Linked DNA regions of Sus scrofa: region 1 is linked to region 2. A link is a contact called in public Hi-C data. All regions are on one chromosome and are shown on one strand. Each heading gives the region's core, a stretch centred on a gene start, on an enhancer-like site or on the middle of the called end of the contact. The rest is flanking DNA. Distances are from core to core; before and after follow the strand shown. Region 1 overlaps TRHDE (thyrotropin-releasing hormone-degrading ectoenzyme). Region 2 overlaps TRHDE (thyrotropin-releasing hormone-degrading ectoenzyme).

The links. A called contact is a pair of places that touch in the nucleus more often than the background predicts.
Region 1: a contact with region 2 is called in a Hi-C map of liver, with 2.5 times the contacts expected there. The contact joins two enhancer-like sites. A contact is called at or near these places in 1 of 5 promoter capture datasets (liver) and 6 of 47 Hi-C or Micro-C datasets (fetal heart ventricle, liver and skeletal muscle).

Annotation. Positions count from the first base shown.
Region 1 is chr5:36,466,704-36,469,980 of Sscrofa11.1, reverse strand. The region is part of intron 3 of TRHDE (thyrotropin-releasing hormone-degrading ectoenzyme); the gene reads right to left. Among named protein-coding and RNA genes, the nearest start is that of TRHDE, 200 kb to the right of the region's middle. Within about 2 kb of position 1,555, at least 3 of the 83 cell types and tissues checked have an H3K27ac peak or open chromatin away from gene starts, as enhancers often do. A contact at or near this core is called in liver, where this site is marked.
Region 2 is chr5:36,280,196-36,283,367 of Sscrofa11.1, reverse strand. All of the region lies in intron 1 of TRHDE (thyrotropin-releasing hormone-degrading ectoenzyme), which reads right to left. Among named protein-coding and RNA genes, the nearest start is that of TRHDE, 15 kb to the right of the region's middle. Within about 2 kb of position 1,262, at least 1 of the 83 cell types and tissues checked has an H3K27ac peak or open chromatin away from gene starts, as enhancers often do. A contact at or near this core is called in liver, where this site is marked.

The DNA.
Region 1 (3,277 bases), core at 306-2,805, 190 kb before region 2:
CCATAAAGGCTGGCCATATCCATCCATCACAGTTCATTTTCAGACCCAGTGCTGTAGGAGGTTGGAAGTACCAGCACCATTATTGATGGACCTACCCTAATAAGTTGCAGAAAGTCAAGGAAACCAAATGCAGCAAGAATCTACAGGGTCAAAAGGCATTGTGCCTTAAATGAAAATATATTCAGCTCAATGCTGTGAATACTCTACTCTTGTTTTTACCTCTATATTGCTCAAAAAGAAAACATTGCACATCTAGTTTAAAAATGTAACATATTTTTAATTGCTTAATTCTAATTTATTTTTTTAGTGCTGTTAAAAATAGAATGTTACATGTATATACAGGTCATATAGAGAAAAGTATAATCGTAGATGTAGTGGCAAAAGGACTCTCAGGGGAACCTGCAGACTTTGGTTCTGGTCCTGCCTCCACCATTAACTAGACATATGGGGGCTTGGGATTGGCACATGCACACTGTGGTGTATGGAATGGCTGGTCAACAGGGACTAGCTGTGTAGCACAGGGAACTCAATATCCTGTGCTGATCTATATGGGAAAAGAATCAGGAAAAAAAAATATGTGTGTACATGTATAACTGAATCACTTTGTTACACAGCAGAAATCATCACAACATTATAAATTAACTATACTCTATACTTCAGTAAAACTTTTTTAAAAACTAGATATATGACATCAGTAAATCACTTAATTTCTGAAAAAACACAATTCCCTCACCTATAAAATATGGTTATTGGACTTCATTATTTATAAAATCCTTTCAAGCTCCAAAAATCTATGATTAGATGATTCTAAGATTTGTTCTTATTTTCAAAGTTTGTGGAGGTATTATCAACTCTTGTTTAAGGTGACACAATAAATTCATGCTTTGATGTATTCCCTCCGCTCGAAACACAGAGCAATGATAAATAAAATATTAAAAGAAAAAAACTAAAAGTCATCTTCAGGCTTGGAAATAAACTCTCCATGGACCAGAAGTGGTGCATACATGCAAAGTAGTGATTGCACAAGCAGTCACAAGCCTGCTGGGGTCTGGCTCCAGGAACAGGCAATGGCATCTGGGAACTGGCTCCCAAAGGATCCCCCGGAGCCAAAGGGACCTAAGCCAAGCCGATGGCATGTAGCCAGGAGCTGAGGTAGGGCATGTGTGCTCATAAGAAGGGCTGAAAATAGCTGGTGCTCAATACTTCTTGGGAAAGCTAGCAAGCAGCAATGTAAAAATTCGAACCCAGGCAACGTGGCTCCACTTCCACATATAACCCTTGGAGTAACTCCCTAGGATGCTAAGAAAAAAAGGTATAAGAATGGTTGCTGTAGTATTGTTTGTAAGAGTGAGCAGAGAAAACTACATGCCTTTTACTAAGATAGAGAACAAACTGTGACATAGTTCTAAAAAGGTAATTTTATTATGTTATGTAATTGAAACACCTAACAAATAGACATACTTCTACTTAAGATTTTACCTGGAGACCTTCCCTAAATATGAAGAAACTAGGCAACAGAACAACAATGTGGATACTCTGTCAACTCAGCAGATGGCAGTAGCAGGTCTGGTGTCACTTACTTGTAGGAACATGTGAATTTAGGAATACTTTTTCAGAACCAAACCTGTCCAAAACTTCTGTTTGCTGGAGTTCTCCAAGAGCCAAGAGTAGTTAGGTTCCCAAGATTAAGTGAGCAAATCAGGCCGTACACTGGGATATGGATTGACTCAAATAGCCCAGTGAGAAGACTCTAGACCTGGGCCAGACACAGAGTCTAGGATTTTGGAACAAAGAGGAAGGTATACTATAGGCAGTCATCAGACAGCAAAGGCCTGAGTAGCAGCGTAAGCAGGTGTGGTAAGGGGGCAGCTAAAGCTTGGTGCCAAAGATCTCAGACAGTGGTGCCCTAAGCAGGCAGCTGGTGACAGGATGGTTTTGAGGTCTGAGGGCAGAGAAGTCAGAACCTGAGTAAGAAAGCTGTACTTCAACCAGACAGGGGCTCTAGCAAATGAAGCCATATTCAGATAAAGGGACTGAGAACATTAAAATACAGAGGGATGAGTAACAGGAGGCAGCTTCTCAGACACTCACAGGCTTTATAATAGACACAGAGAATCATGTCTAGGCCTGGGAAAAGGGAAAAAAAGAGAAAATTTAAGAAATTAGATTATGTCACTACACACATAATAACCTTCTATCAAAGTACTAAAGAAACTTGGACTTTGTTCTAACAACTCTGGAGAGATATTTTAACTGTGCCTCTCTGCTCTGCACCTTCATCTCATAGATAGTTTAACATTTTAAGAGTGCCTGCAAGAAGCATATATCCACATAAAGACTTGTACACAAATGTTCATAAAAGGTTTATTTCCAATACCCCCAAACTGGACATCAATCTAATGTCCACTAATACATGAATGGCTAGCGTGATGTACAGCCATACAACATTATTTAGCAGTAAAAAGAAATACATGCAACAAACATGGGTGGACCCCAGAATAGTTATCATTAGTAAAAAGGAAGAAAAAAATACATATGCTGTATGATTCATGCCGTTTATATAAAAATCTTAGAAAATGCATACTAGTCTATAGAGTCAAAAAGCAAATCAGTAGTCACTTAGGGACACGGAGAGAAGGGATTAAAAATAGCCAACAGGAAACTTTTGAGGGTGATGAATAGGCTCATTATGGTGATGATTTCATGGGTGTGTACATATCTTAAAACATCAAATTGTACACTTTAAATATGTGCAGCATACTGCATGTCACTGTATCTCAATGAAGCTGTTAAAAATATATCTCTTTGGTAAGTGAAATATTCTTTTGCTTAACTTTGAAAATAATAAAATTTATTCACATTGAGTTAAATTATTTTAATTTTTTCAAAATAATTTCTCATGAGGCTATGTCCATTAAAATGTGCAACCACAACTCTTCGATGTGCCGAAAATAAAAGTAAGAAAACTCAAATGCTTCAGAATCCAATTTACTCAGAAATTCAAAGAAAATCCTGGATAAAATTATGCATAGGAATCTGCTTCCAATTAATGACTATGGTCCTAAAAACCATAGGCAGATAGCAAATATTCATACAAGACTAGTGAATGTGATTATATAAATTACCATTAAAAATCTTTCTCTACTTGTTCCCTTCAATGCATTATAGTTTGCCTTCTACCTTTAACACTATGTTCATACAGCTCTTGCTAAGTAAGATCACAAAATCTCATGGAGACCTCTCAGGTCTTATTTTTTTGATATTGCTGAGAGTTATC
Region 2 (3,172 bases), core at 13-2,512:
TCCTGCAAGCCCAGAGCGTGACCAAAAAAGAAAGCTTCGGCTCACATACTGAGTTAGCACCTTGTCTGCTCTTTACTGGTTCCAGTTTTGTCAGAGCACAGTATTGCCCGCCTATCTCCAACAACTCTCTCACCCTTGAGAGCCTCCCTTCTAACAAAGAGAGCCAGCTTCAGGCTCAGTTCCCTCAACAGGCAACAGTGTCTGTTCCGCTTCAAAAATATAATCTTGTCTTCACTGCATATATTTTATGGTTGCCTTCTATTGGTGGAAGTGAGACTTCTTTTCTGCTTACTGTCATTACAAATATATCAGAGACCTCCAGAGAAGGTGATTTGGAGGAGAAAATAATGAGTTTGATTTCTGAGTAAATTTGATTTTGAGGTGACAGCTGTACACCAGGTAGAAAAAAATACAAAAAATTCATTAAAAATAGAAAACACTTTAATATATAGTAAGGCTATGAAATACACATGTAAATAGAACAAGATGTAAAATAAAACAGCAGGCAGCAGAAGGTAATGGGGAAAAGTCTTTTGCTGTCTATTTTTCTCCTGCTTTCTGAAACAAAATCATTTTTATCTTTTAATGAATCCTTCTATTATTGTAAAAAAAAAATATTCTCCTTCCAGAAGTGACATCCTGGAAGTGTTATTCCAAGAATGTCACTTTAGCATAACTAGAAAAATATGAACAATATACATGTATTTTCATTCTCTTCTATCTAAAATAAATTACTTGATTTCTTAACAACTTGTCCATTTGACATTTTGGTTGAGCTAAGAAGGAGAACTTAAAGCTCTATGTTGCCTCTGAAGGATATAGAGAATTGATTTCTGCTTATTTCTGCGGAAGTTCACTAGGCAAGCTACTTGTGTCAAGTCATTATGATAAGATTCAGCATAAGTAATGCATTAACGTTGGTTGATATTGCCAACAAATTACAGTATGCAATACAAACAATTTCTGTTCCATCATTTTCAGTTTGCCTTTTCATAAAGTTAAAACATGCAGAGGAAACAAACATTTGCATAACGCCGTTAGTATTCAGATTGATTCATGACATTTCATTGTGGAACCCACCAAAACCAAGTGAACCTCACGAAACGGCAGGGCATATCTGAGAGATTTCCGTTTTGGCCACATCTATACAGACCACACATACGCTCAGTGGAAAATGATCTTTGAACTTGCTTCTACTGCAACTGCAATTTGCCCAGTGTTGCAAGAGTTTAAGGTTGGTAATAAAAACTCCCAAGATCTAAAGAAATGATCCAGTGGATCAACATCTATTTACTATTCAACTGTTTGCAGTAACTGAGCAAAGTTACAAGGTCATGGAAGTTACACATGTTCCATTTAAAGTTAAGGCTGTTAATCAAAATGCAAATTATTACTCAATGACAAAACATTTTAAGCCAAAATGGGTCGTTGTTTAGACTGTGTGTTTTTATGTACTTCAATGAGTCATTAAAACTCTGCCATTTCACAAGAGAAGTGTTCCTGCTGAATATTCAGTGATATAAGCAAGCGTGTAGACTTTTTTTTTTAAATAACCATTCTAGTAAACTAAAAGCATAATGCAATAATTCCAGCAATATGTATGTAGGAAGTGGTGCATATGTGAATAATCGTGTTATAAAAACAGAGCATAATATTCATAATTGTTTTCATTTTTATGCACTAAATACTCATCAAAAATGAGTACTTAGTACTTGATCACCACTGATGAAGAGTATTATGAAAGCACAAAAATTACTTTCCTGAGCCGTAGTATTAGGTATTCATTAGAATAAACTAGTATCTGAGATTCATTTGTTTAATATTGGAAAGAGAAAAGGTATTATGTAAGTATTATAGAGTACCACTACTGGTAGAACTCAAAGAAAGTCGTGTAAATTGTATCCCCTGGTACTTGGGGTTTTGCTATTTCCTGTTCTGGCTTCCAGTGACAAAAAAGGCACCCTCCTGCCCCTTCGGTCGCTGGCTTCTTTTCTCGTGGCTGACAGAAAGCAGTGCCATAACCAGAGTTGTGCGTTCCCTCTGTTCCACACACTCTACTGCTTCCTCAACCCTTCTCCATCTCACAGAGTCTGGACCAAGCGTGGGGTTTCTCTGGCTATGAAACAGCACACAGCCTTTCTCGTCACTGTTTTATTCATCGTCAAAAGAAGCAGAAGCTCTGCTTCTTTTGCTCCCTGTTTATTGAACTCTGTGCTTAGGGGGCAAAACAAACAGCCGTGGAAGGAACGACCATTTCCCCACCGTCTTGCTAGTAAGGGGACACCTAAGGCAACAACATTGAGCCTGAATGACCTTGTACCAGCTCAAAGAATAGATGTCCAGCCTTGTAACAATATAATCATAGAATCATATTTCATATGAAATTTGACAGTTGGTAAGCACATATCCCACAAATTACTTCACTCATGTAATCCTATGGAAGAGGATATCATTATGCCCATTTTCCAAATAAAGAATCCAGACACAGAACAATTAGGAAACTTAGCCAAGGTCATAAGGCTAATGAGTGGCAGAATCAAGGCATAAATCGAGGCAGTCTGGTCCCAGAATGTCCCTGTGCACACTGTACACACACACATGCACACACACACACATACATTTCCATCAGCAACACAACCAAAAGCGGCTTGAACCTATTCTTAAAAGAAATAAAAAGTAACCAACGGCACAAATTTTAAAACTTCATTCTTTTTCCATACTCTGGTTGTTTGGTTTTTGGTTTTGGTTTGAGTGTAGTCCTGGGGAAAGATCTAAATAATTAAGCTAAAACATTACCCTGCATATCAACACAGGTCTGCACTGGGAAGAATCAACTCACCTGAGCCCCTCTGTCCCTGCATAAGTGCCAGATTTCCTTAAACCCTAGGGCCACTCTTCATGCAGAGACTGAGAAGGCACACCTGGAGGCAGGGAAGGCAAGAGTGGGGGCCTGGGACCCTTCACCCCAGTTCAGGCCCACTAATAAAATGTTGCCAGTCTAACTCCACCCTCACAGTACCCTCATCACCATCCAGCTGTGCCTGTCTGTGAATCGATTCCAGCTGTCCAAAACACTGGAAAGGGGCAGAAGTAGTTTGCATCTTTATAGTCTCTCAAATTCTATGTCGCAAAATCCCCTCTGTTGGAGAGAACATCTACTCTCTAGTGGCAA